Regions from separate parts of the Drosophila melanogaster genome. Here regions 1 and 2 are each linked to region 3. Evidence: chromatin contacts called from public Hi-C data. All regions are on one chromosome and are shown on one strand. The core of a region is the stretch at or near the end of the contact, and the rest is flanking DNA. Distances in the headings are between cores, read along the strand shown. Region 1 holds the start of l(3)psg2 (lethal (3) persistent salivary gland 2). Region 2 holds the start of DnaJ-1 (DnaJ-like-1). Region 3 holds the start of Sse (Separase).

Region 1 (4,107 bases), core at 154-2,653, 79 kb after region 3:
CTTGTTCTTGGAGTTTTCAGTGGACTTTCCGTGCGATTCTTTCGACCTCTCCCTAGTTCTTCCTCGATTTTGGGTTCTGTCATGGGATCGATTACTTGTTTTTCCTCTGACGTAATTTTTGTGCTGGGGCAACTCTCTCGATCGATTGTTTTCAATTAAGGGTTCAGTGGACTTTGTTTCGCTGGGAAGTTTTGATTCCTTGGAGTTGTGGTCAGTAGTTTCCGCTTTAGTCCTGCAGTTCTCATGCTTTGTATTGGAGCACTCGGAAACAAGATTAAAGACAAAGGACACTGGCGGTTGCAATGCTGTCCAACTAAAATTAATCATATTAAACCTAACTTTCTACATAAATATGGAATTTACTTACATCACATCCGATTGGAGTCGCTTGCAACGACCTGAATTGCTGTTAATACCTGTAGGTGGTGGATTTTGAGGTGCATACGCTCCCGGCGGAGGTCCTTGCGTTGGTAGCCCACCCATCATGGGAGCTCCCATGCGATTCGCTGCGGGTGGGCGACCAAAGAATGTTGGTCGCATGCCCCTTGGTCCGCCCCTGTTCATTCGGGGCATAAAGCCCATGCGTGGAAATTCAAAGCAAGGAGCTCTCATGTGGAATCTTAGCGGATTAATGCCCAAGAACGGCGTGGGCGGTGCTTGGGGCAGGGTAGCAGCTGCAGCCTCCTCCTGCTTTTCCTTCCTCGCCTTCTGCACATCTTCTACGTTTTTGAGGTCCTCCCCCGAGGAGTCCGATTCCGAATAGAGGCCTTCGCTATCGTCCGCATCCTCGGCTTGGGCATTTGGTGTCCCGCCAGATCCGTTCTCTTTGCGCGCCTGTTCCACAACGCTAACTGGTAGCTTCCGTAATGTTTTGCTTATCATCAGCTCTTTGGACAGGTGCTTTTTGACTGCCGGACTGCTGGGATGATAATGGGGCGGGGTCACCACCTCGCCCGGTTCCAGACTGTTGGTGTCATTGTCCTGGAGATCCTCCGGGGGCTTCAACTGTTTGCCAGTGGCTGGCTGCTCCATTCCGACGGCAGATCCTCCAGCTGCTTGCGACATTTTCACATCCGGCGACCTCAAATCGGTTTGCCCCTCACTCCGTCCCCCTTTTCGATGATTCTTTCTTGTTGTTTGCGGGCGCACACGCTTTTCTTTTTCTGCTCTCTCAATGGCGGCGCGGTGTTGCTGGGTATCCACGCAGCGTTTTCCCCTGCCGAGCGGTAATATTGATTGGGCTGCGCGGGCGGACGTCCTCGTCGGTTGCAGCGGTGCACCAGCTCGGCGTTTGCGGTATCATGTACGTTTCCGTTTAATGTTTATGCCATTATGAAAAACCAAAGCCAATAACTTTTCTGCAGCGAGTAAACACTACTCAATGCAGAACAGAGACTGGGCACATTGAATCTATCGGCAGGCAGTACTGCCAGACCGCTATTACCAAATTTACTTAAAAAGAAGATACAAATTTGGACATTTCTCTGCAGACATTTTTAAGATAGTTTTAAGTCCCCATTTTATTATACAGCAACATGGCACAATTTGTATTAATATTTGTTTAACTATCGCCGTCTTAACAGCACTGAAATTTTCCAGTGTGAAAACTACTGATATTATTAATGCTTCTAGTTCTATCGATATAATAGCGAATACACCCACCTTAACATATAGCGAGTGCACACTCTGTTAGCGTTGCCACACTATTTAAGTCGTTACGCTCCGATATTTTGAAATGGATTTTAAATTCATTAGCTTTTTTTATTTACTTAACGACTGTCTTTTACATGCTCGAAAAGTCGTCGTAACTGTGTGAAACACAATCAAACACCCAAATGCGCTTTACCGCTGCAGACTGCACTTGTTTCCGCTTCCTCTTGGCGAGCGGCATTCATTCGAATGCGAAGTGCAAATAAATGACAAATACGGTTACCGTTGTGCCCGCTAAACACACAGTCACTAAATATATATGAACAATATGTGCGCACAGTCAAGCGAATCGGAGAAAATGCGCCTAAGCGCTGATATTATGACATTGCCATTGCCCGCCGATTGAGGGAAATTCGAAAAAGGCGGAAAAGTTTCCCTCTGGCACATTGAGATGCATCAAATATGAAAAGAGTTTGAGTTTGCTGCACTTTTCCAATCAGATAATGTTTCTATATATATAATATATATATTTACAAATTATCATTTTCGTAAAAATTGTAGTGTTTTGTATAATGCATTTTAATTCAATTTCATTTTAATTAATAACAACAATTTACCTCAAGAGTTTAAACAAATGGATGTCCGTAATTAATCTAAACCTTTAACACTGCAGTTATGCTTCATTTTCATCTCAGTGCAACGGAGTTGCCTTTAATTGCCGACAGCGCTCTCAGTTTTTCTTTCATTTTTAGATTTGCATGTGCAACTTTCTCCGGCTGCCGACGTCGACGGCGCTGCTGCAGCGCTGCTGCAGCGCTGCGACAGAGGCGAAAGGTGCAAATTAATTTGTGGCGCTCCACAATAACCTTCCTCACTTTTATCCCCATCATCAAGCATAATCTCCTGCGTTTCAAACGATTTTCCATCGTTTTCTTCTCAGCTTTGTCGCGTTGCTCGGCTGAGCTGAGGTTCAAATATAAAAGCCGATCCCCAAAATGTGAGGTGTTATCTCATTTTGAAAATCACCAACTGCTAAGTGGATGCGCAATGAAAAAGCAAAAAAGTGCCACCATTGTTTGAGAACGTCGAAAAATCAACTTGGATGTCCCCGAGCAACGCTTGGGTTGAACATACGTACAATACTCATTGTATCCCATCACTTCTTCAAGCAGGGCTTTGACTTTGGGTTTTTCTGGGGCCATACATTGGCGACCACGAGACATCTCGAATTTGGCACTTGGGTGCGAAAACCTTGGAGAGCATAGCATCTTTGGGCTGGTGGTGGCTTTGTCCTTCGGAACATAAGGAACATCATATTGCGCGTATGTGGAAACAAGACTTCAAGTCCAGAAACTTAAGGATACGTTGTGAAACAAATGCTAGCTGTTTTCGATGTTAAACCAACGCACATAGCATTTTCAACTAAGCATTAAGCATTCCTCTGAGTAAAGCAACCCAGTTTTCCATTTCCAAAAACTTTCTTAAATCACTTTCCTAAGTAGCCAACACCCACAGACTGCATAGCTTCCTCCTCTGCCATAACTCAATTTATTAAGCATTTAAACCAAATATGTGCGGCTACAAATGTGGCTAATTTTTCCCCCGCGAGCATATTTATTTATTTATTTTCGTGATCTGGCCGGCACTTAATACCTGAGAAGCGTTAAAAAAACGCAACGCTCTGTGGGCATTGAGGGCGGCACTTTTGTGTGTACTTAGTTGTACTTGCGGCTGTTTGCCGGCGTTGACAAATGAGAGCGGTAAACGCCGCCACAGTTCCAATCCAAAAAGCTTACAGCAGCGCCGAGTCATTGACATTCGCAGCTGAACTAGAAAACTTATGGATCCGCATTCGAAAAATGTGATAATTGCAGTGGAGTGCGATGTAAGTAAAAAATGATATGTGAGGGGCAGAACTAGGGCAAATCAAGCCGATGCGGTATGCACTCTAATGCACAAATTATATAATTATGAAATAAATTTTATTTCTTTATATCGTATGTAGCATATTTATGTAAAGTTTTAGGTCATAAGTATCCTTTGGGTTCCTAAAAGCAGGCAATACTTTTTAAAGCAGAGATTTAGAGTAAGATGTACTTTCTTAACCATTTATCAGCATTTAAATATATTCAAAATAATTCATATATTACAACATATAAAGCTATTAATTTGATAATATTTTCATGTATAAATATTATAAGATATAAATGGTATTAGACTCTATTAAAACATCCAAAATGAAAGGTATCCCCTTTTTGAGGGTGAACCAAAAACCCTAACTAAATCCGTTTATGTTCGTGTTAATTATATATATTTGTAAACACACACACACACCTGTAAGCGTCGCTAATTGGCAGATTTAGAGGAACCGAGAAGCAAAAACACGAACCGCACAAATGAAGATCTCTGTCAATTTACGGACTGCTAGGCATACAAAAAACTTCTATTGTTCCTGTC
Region 2 (4,198 bases), core at 429-2,928, 90 kb before region 3:
TCTGATAACAATCAAACATTGTCCAGTTGCCTTTTGCGAATATCAATGACCACTCACGAGTTGCAACTGATAACGATTATCGCCGCACAATGCAGTGGGTGGGTATTTCACTGGGGGGAACTTTTGGGTCCCTAGAACCCAGACGGATTACTCAATGAATATAGGCGATATGTTTGGGTTTACAGCGAAAGTGCTATTAATGTCGACCGTATGCTCTCTTCGATGTGCCAGCTCTCTATTTGCGGGAATGAATGACTATTTTTATGGGTCTGCCGTCGCTGCTACAATGCTGCATTGCTGCAGTGGGACATCCTTTGAACAGGCGCCATGCCAAAGGATATTCTTTGTGGAAGGGGGGGGGGGGGCAAGGGTTAAGGGTCACATTCGTTTGCGCAATACTTCCAGCGATGGGGCGGTGAACGGTGGGCGGGGCGATCGGTCAAGGCTTCGACTGTGGAACGTGACACGCATATGTCGGCCGGAGTTTGGCCCAAAAAGTGGCCCCAATGGTTGTCCTTCGCGCTGGCAATTAGTCCCTAGCAAGGCGCGTCCATATTTTGCAAAAATTCGTGGGGCGCCTTGTTTTCTTCTCTCTGTATGTGTGCATGTGTGTGTACCTCCGTCTCACTCACCTCAAGTGTGTGTGTGTGTATGAAAATACTGCGGTATACGGCTGCGTTTGTGTGTGAGTGTGGGTTTCGGCTCTACTCTCCCGATGATCCTGCTCCTCCGGTCCTAATCCCGGCCTGCTCGGCTGCTCCTGCGTCCTGACTGCGCTAGAAATTCGCTTAAAACGAGCCTCGACGGGTCATTTTTACAATTGTTTTTTGTTGTTCCGTTCGGCTGTTTTACCAGACGTGCTCGTTCCGGTGTGACTGCCCGCCGCTGACTGTAAAATACTAAACGCATTGCAGCTGTGGCAATGCCCAAGTCTTGGTCTTACGGTCACACTGGCAAAGTTTAAAAATTTATTTATTTCAACTTTCAGTTACTTTTCGTTGGCTTGAATATTACACTAAGAATTCAATTTGACACTTGCAATTTATACATTGTATATTATAATATATTATATGTATTATATTTTATATCATATAAAGATATTTATATCTATTGATCTTTTGATTATAAGCTCTTTGGTTGAACAATATAAGTGCAACTTTCTCCATCACCTTCCTATCTTTTTACAATATGCTTACCTCGTCAATACGTTTTTTCTATTTCAAATATTTCAATATTTCAAAGAAATATTTTGTTTATTTTTCTGTGTGTTTTTAAGCAATCTGACCCCTGTAGAAGAATCCCTTATAATATTAACAAATGTATCCTCAAAATAGATCGATCTCTATCTTCGCAGACTTACACGAAACATTCCAGAACCGATAGTTTTATGCGATATATGAGATTTAAGGAGTACTTTCCGCATTTCGCCATCACAGTCACGCTTTCCTTGGCATTTGCAATCAAATAAGCGCTAATAATAATCGTAAAAGCATAAGAAGCATATAAAGAAGAGTCACCGCCAAAAGCATGCACAAATATATATAAATGGGGAGCGATTTAAAAACAGTGCACTGTGTTTAAAACATCGACAGCTATCGGTTAGCATATCGATATTGACATTCGCAGTCAAACGTTTTCGAGATACAACCCTAAAATCCGAGAAGCATCCAGAAATTTCGACGTAGACGAGGGCGAACCTATAAAATGAGGTTGACGCACGAATCCCGCTCATTATTAAACAAAATTTTGAAGAGAAAGAAACTCTGAAGTAGGGTGTGTTTTTAGTGCGCAAGCCACATTTGGTGGATAAAGAAAAAAGCGAAGAAGAACAATTGAATTGAATCAATTGCGAGAAAGAGACAAAACTCATAAATATTTAAAGAACATTGCCCCGTGAAAATATAAATAGTGTGAATACACAGTGAACAATACCAACAATTGCACTTTGCCATTGCATTTTGCACTTTTCCACTTGGATTTTTGAACTTTTACGGATTCCCAGACAATCGCTTACATTTAAGGTAAGCTTCGTTGGACATATTGCCACATGTGGGCGCATCGATTTGATCTGCTGAAAGAAGCACATCGGGAGCGGAGCTCTCGTTGATGGTGACTACATACGTCACTCGCGTGACAACACGGCAGTTGCACAACTGTGCTGTTCTGTGCTTCTAGCACTTTCCATCGCCCCAACCCAGCAAGCTGGCAATCAGTATTCATTCTAATCTATAGCGTTCGTTCGTTTGTGTTTCCCCTATATTTTCAGCTGAGAGATGGGCAAAGACTTCTACAAGATTCTGGGCCTCGAGCGCAAGGCCAGCGACGATGAGATCAAGAAGGCCTACCGCAAACTGGCACTCAAATACCATCCCGACAAGAACAAGAGCCCACAGGCGGAGGAGCGCTTCAAGGAGATCGCCGAGGCGTACGAGGTGCTGTCGGACAAAAAGAAGCGCGACATCTTCGACAATTACGGTGAGGATGGATTGAAGGGCGGACAGCCGGGACCAGATGGCGGCGGTCAGCCGGGAGCGTACACTTACCAGTTCCACGGCGATCCGAGGGCCACATTTGCCCAGTTCTTTGGATCGTCGGATCCGTTTGGCGCGTTCTTTACCGGCGGCGATAACATGTTTAGTGGCGGTCAGGGCGGCAATACCAACGAGATCTTCTGGAACATTGGCGGCGACGATATGTTTGCCTTTAATGCCCAGGCACCCAGTCGCAAGCGCCAGCAGGATCCGCCCATCGAGCATGATCTGTTCGTGTCGCTGGAGGAAGTGGACAAGGGATGCATCAAGAAGATGAAAATCTCACGCATGGCCACCGGAAGCAATGGGCCGTACAAGGAGGAGAAGGTGCTGAGGATCACAGTGAAGCCGGGCTGGAAGGCCGGTACCAAGATTACCTTCCCCCAAGAGGGTGATTCGGCGCCAAACAAGACGCCAGCTGACATCGTCTTCATCATTCGCGACAAACCGCATTCGCTGTTCAAACGCGAGGGAATCGATCTAAAGTATACAGCCCAGATCAGTCTGAAGCAGGCCTTGTGCGGAGCACTGGTTAGTGTGCCCACGCTGCAGGGCAGCAGGATACAGGTGAATCCGAACCACGAGATCATCAAGCCCACCACAACGCGCCGGATCAACGGACTGGGTCTGCCGGTGCCCAAGGAGCCATCGAGGCGCGGCGATCTGATCGTCTCCTTCGACATTAAGTTTCCCGACACACTGGCACCCAGTCTGCAGAATCAGCTGTCCGAGCTGCTGCCCAACTAGGCTAGAGCTGTGCCAGCCACACACACACACACACACACGCATATAATTGTTATCACTTTAGTTAAGGCCTATATTTAATTTACCGTACGTACTCGTAAGACAACTTAGCCTAACCAATTGTAGCCCTAAGCTAGTGAGTGTGCCAAGCGAAGAGCTGTAGATATTGGCCGAGGATGCAAGCGCTGGATAGGATTAGGAAAGAGAACAACACACACACACACACACACATAAAGCAGCCCGTGTAGCCCGTTTCGTGTTGGAGACTGATCGATTATTAGCTATTTAGCATTACACAAATTCCATAAGTTGTTTTGTTTACCGCCACATGAATCGGTGCCTCAACATCTTATACATAATAATCCCAAAACAAAATATTAAATAAATGAGGTATTATAAATTTAAAGTAACTAACCATTTTTCAAGCAAAGCACATTTTCGGCATTCCAACACGGGGAGGTTACATCAGTTAGTAGAACACTTATAGATTTATACGCCGTAAGGACATAGTACGTTTTAGTACCAATTCTATTATGTTATAAACAATAAAATTACTTATACACACATCAAGTGTCGTTTCTGGGTCAGTGGGTTGCAAGCATTATAGAAATTGCTAGATTTCACGTGGTGGCAATCAAAATGTGGTGGCTAAAACCAAAACAACATGTATTGCTGGCAATTTCTTCTATTTTTAAATATATATAACTAGCGCGCCAAACAATTCAAAAGTCTCCACATGTGGAAACTTCCAGAGGGCAACACGCCACCTGGCGTGTATAGATCGTGTGTTACATTTCAAAAACCATCTGGCATCACTGGCAACGTTTGTTTAAAACGTCGAGTGGAAAAGATGAAATTTAAAATAAAATCGTTGTTTAAAATCCTTTTTCCAAAACCTGAAATCCCCGAAAGCCAAAAAGAGA
Region 3 (4,282 bases), core at 1,584-4,083:
GTTCGTTTTTGGCCTGCTTTTTTCGTATGTTTTCGAAACTAATTTCGTTAATTATTAACTGATCACTTTTCACTTTATTTTTAGGAATTTTCGGTGTGTCTGAGTTCGATTTTCGACTGGAAATAACGAGATATTCCGTTTTTCGACACGAAACCGAGAAGGATGAAGGCGCTGTGTATTTTCGTGTAGCCAAAATACCTACAAAACTTGACGAAGCCCAAACGAAATGTTTTCACTTGACGAAACGGGAGAGCAAAGCGGTGGCGAGAAGAGAAAGCGGGCAAGAGCGTAGAAAGAGAGCAAAGTAGAGCAGGAGATGAGCGTCGAATTACAGCGACAGCCGAAAATTGCTGCCCCTCCCCCTCTCCGACACTCCTCTTTCTTCTCCCACAGGCTTATATTTTAATTTCGATTTCTTTCTTGGTTTTCCGTCGTTATCCTTTATTTTGTATGCCCTCAGCCTCTGCTTCTTCTTCTGCCTCTGCTCCTGCTTCTCTCCCTGCGAGTGTGTGTGTGTGTGTGTGTGTGTGTGTTGGCTTAGCTTAGAGGTATGTGCAGTGGCTTCAACGCCCCCTTCACCCCTCTCTTTTCGCTGCGTGTGTGCCTCAAAAAAGTTGCATAAATCACCACACCTTAATTTACTTAAATGTCTTTTCTTGTTGCGGAATGTTTGTTGCTTGAATTTTACTTGATTAATTCATTTTCGTCTGCCTCGTGGGCGTTTTATCCACTGGGGCTGAAAAGTATGCTACGCTCTTTCCGCTTTTTCAAATGGCTTTTCTTAGGATTTTTCTTATTATTTCAGCTGGTTTTTATACTTAGTTATTTTCTATTTTTTGTGAAGCTAGTTAAAAGCTTTATTTTGTTTATATTAGTATTTTTTGGAAGCAAGAAAAAGCGACAAAACACAACCGTCGACGTCGACTTCGAAATTCGTTTTGAGTCGCTCAAATGCAGAGGGATGCTGCGACGCCGACTGCGCAGTCGACCGCGACATCGCTGCAACTGTTGGAATGTGTGCCACACACACACACACATACTCTCGGTATTTTTTTTGTTTTTGGGGTGGCTTAGCTCTTGTTGTTTTTGGCCTTTCGTTACATGTGCTGCTGTGTGCGAAAGTTTTAATGTCTCCCCAATGCATATGTGTATGTGTGTGTGATTTGGCGTACGTGTGTGTTAATGTAATATTAATGTTATAATTTGCTAGGCGGAAAGGACAACGAACGTGCCGAGTTAGCGACATTAATAATGCAGCCAAAAAACATAAAGGATAAAGGCCAGTGAATTTAAAGGGGGGCTTGGTGATAGGGCTGGCTTAGTGGTGTGAGGGGGTGGTGTCTTTTCTTTTCCATCATGACAATCAAGCTAAAAAATTTCCGATTAAAGGATCAAGCCTCTCTTTTCCAACACTGGCCCACCAGGCAAAAGTTCTTGAACAGCACGTTTCCCGACAAAGTAAAAGTGAAAAGCAACATCAAAATTAATAAGTAGAAAGGATGCTGACGCTCGCGTCGCTGTCGCTGTCGGCAGTGGCAGCGGCCGCAGTAGCGGCAGAGGCAAAACCAAAGAGAGCAAAGGTCCTTATACCCCTGCGCCAATTCAATATTTATCGAAGCTTTCGTTGAGTTAAAACAGCGACCAGCTGCAGCTTCTCTAACGGTAATTATTCGCTCTAGCCGCTTGCACTTCAAAGTTTTTAAAGGTTTAACAAATGTTTTTGCATATTTTGAATATTGTTAACAACTCGTTTTAATTAGCAAGAAATACTTGAAAATTGTATTTCAGAAATAGGCGTGGCATCAAAGCTCGAGCCGCCCACTCGCATCGGTTAAATACCGTTATCTCTTGCTGCCTCCAAAAGACGTCATTAGAAAACTGCAGTTTGCAGCTGACGTCGGCAGAGGCGGCAGCAGAGCTCCAGACGCACGTCACAAAGTCTTGGAAAAAGTACATATTTAAAAATCAACAAAAAAGCCAGCTTAAAAGTTAACCAAAAGTCAAAAAATAAAATATTGTATCTCGGCTCGCATATGCATTAATTGGCCGCCTATATGTACGGTATGTACATATGTGTGTACTTGGCTTTTGTTGTTGCGTAAGGTTTTTAGGGCAACTAGAGGGTGTGGTTTAGGGTTGCCAAAAACTAAAAGGCTTTAAAGGCTAAGGGTTGACCCTCGGAAATGAATATGAACTGCATTTGATGGGAAAATAGCGCTAATATATTTTAATCAGACACTAAAACACTTGAACAAATATTTAATTGATGTTAAGGCTCCATTTTGAGAGGGTGTGGTTGCTGCGCAGCTTCCGCTGCTCATCCTTATTTAGGTGGCGTGGCAACCCTAACATCTGTTTTCCGGCCAACCTGCAATCTCTTGCACCTTTTCATCTCGATTCATGTTTTTATGAATGAACGGCCGCAAACATCAACAAGAGGGAAAGCTTTTTGCTGACAGCAAAACAACAAAAACGGGTGTACTAAAAGCTATAATGCCTTAAATCGTACGATTATAGTTTATTGGGCATAGGATGTTATAAAATTCTTAATTACTTTAAAACTACATAACTATGATCGTAAAAATTACAAGTTATCTGTAATTAATACAGTAATATGGCGTACCCGAATTGCTTGCAGAAAAGTAAATATTAATATTCATATTTTTAATTAAGTTTCATTTTTGTTAAAGCTTACGAATTTGACTAATATTAAGTACAATGCTTTTCACAATAATAACCGCGAAATTCAAAAAAAGTACTAGAAAATACCACAAAATGAGCTAGTTTCCTATCGCACATCGCCCATCGATAGCTCAGTGTTGGTAAAGGCTACAAGGCATCTATCGATATCGTCCGAAGAGGAGGAAGCAATTTGCGGACTCGAGTTTGAAAATAAGCAATTAAGTAAATAATAAATAATAGGAAATGCTGGAAACCGGTGACGAGGCTGAGATGCTGGCCGGTTTCACCAGTTCAGATGTTGGCCCCGAGGCGAAGGGTAACTATATAAGCAGACCCAGAAACTTCGAAATTCCCACTGCATCTTCGCAATAATATGTTAATGTTCATGTTTCTTCTGCAGAATATAATTTACTGCGCGCCGATGAGGAATACCGCAATGGCAATGTGGAGCACTCAATTTACTACCAGGTTAAAGCCCAGTTCCAGTCCACCGATCTGCGTTACCTTACCGAATCGGCGGAACTGGAAAATCAGCGTCCCACCGCAGAGGAGCTGATCAAATCAGCCACTAAACTGGAGAAAAAGGACTACAAAAGGTGATATATAAACTAACTAAACTCTTTTAAAACTCAAACAAACATTACCAACATTATTCTTAGCAAAAAATTTCTGCAGAACATCATCAAGTACCTCCAGCAAATGGAGCAGGAGAAACAGCCAAAGAAGCCAATCAACGAAATACCAGAGTATCTAGACTTCCTGGATGATGTCCAGGATCCTACAGAGGGTCTAACTCGCATTTCAGAGAAATGCAATAGTCTGCCCCAAGAATGGTGTGTCCTCCAGCTCTGCAAGAGCTTTAATCCCGCCACCACCTACTCCGTTTTCAATGAGATCATTGCCAGCGATGGAGCAATATATCTCACTCTGCTCCGACACTGTAGAAGTTCCCAACTGGGACCGATTTGCCTGAAAATTTCCAACGAAAATACGGCAAATCTCTTTCGAGAGTATAGCACTCTGGTGGAAAGATTTAGGCGAGTGGTAACCGTGGATCCACTCAACATGAAAGGTAAAGAGGCTAAGCAGAAGTATTGGGAGGAGCTGAATGGTTTTGACACTTTTCAGCAAGTAAGTACTACACATTAATATCAATGTATCTTATTAGCATTACTTTACCTCTTCTAGAAACTACTTGCCGACTTTCGGGACATAATATCTCCATATTCCTTTCTGTTCTTTGGCAAAAGATATGACTGCACTGTTGTTCAAAAACAAATCAAAGCCACCTATACTCGTGTTGACGATTTCTGTCTGCTTAATCAATGGGGTACCCACCAACGTGTTTTACTTTCCCAAGCGGCCTCGCATGCCAATCGACTGGAAATCGCAGATCTCAAACTCATCTGCTATGAGCTGTCGAGCAACGAAAATGAGATCCAGTCGGCATACGAATTGCTTAAGGGTTTGGCCAGCGACTGGGCGGAAGTGGAGGAGCGTCAGCCCCTGGCGAGCAGAAGATTTCCCATCATCCTGGTAGTCGATGAGGTAGTTCATCTGAATTTCTATACTATAATACATACTACTATATTATTTATGT

Evidence for each region. A called contact is a pair of places that touch in the nucleus more often than the background predicts.
Region 1: a Hi-C map of the OSC cell line shows a contact between it and region 3, with 3 times the contacts expected there. A contact is called at or near these places in 7 of 107 Hi-C or Micro-C datasets (the D17-c3 cell line, the Kc167 cell line, the OSC cell line and 1 more) and 1 of 7 datasets of targeted methods (the Kc167 cell line).
Region 2: a Hi-C map of the Kc167 cell line shows a contact between it and region 3, with 2.6 times the contacts expected there. A contact is called at or near these places in 19 of 107 Hi-C or Micro-C datasets (the Clone 8 cell line, the D17-c3 cell line, the Kc167 cell line and 11 more) and 3 of 7 datasets of targeted methods (the Kc167 cell line and the S2 cell line).

Annotation. Positions count from the first base shown.
Region 1 is chr3L:5,580,965-5,585,071 of dm6, reverse strand. It overlaps l(3)psg2 (lethal (3) persistent salivary gland 2), which reads right to left and starts at 1,403. Exons shown (of 3, transcript NM_139717.3): 1 at 368-1,403; 2 at 1-313. The coding sequence starts at 1,065.
Region 2 is chr3L:5,749,669-5,753,866 of dm6, reverse strand. It overlaps DnaJ-1 (DnaJ-like-1), which reads left to right and starts at 1,678. Exons shown (of 1, transcript NM_168128.3): 1 at 1,678-3,838. The coding sequence starts at 2,274. The coding sequence ends at 3,278. Usp47 (Ubiquitin specific protease 47) reads right to left here and starts at 894. Exons shown (of 12, transcript NM_206279.4): 1 at 633-894.
Region 3 is chr3L:5,660,798-5,665,079 of dm6, reverse strand. Sse (Separase) reads left to right here and starts at 2,833. Exons shown (of 7, transcript NM_079211.3): 1 at 2,833-2,998; 2 at 3,083-3,278; 3 at 3,342-3,813; 4 at 3,871-4,230. The coding sequence starts at 2,926. All of the region lies in intron 2 of sif (still life), which reads right to left. CG46320 reads right to left here and starts at 959. Exons shown (of 36, transcript NM_001347802.1): 1 at 689-959.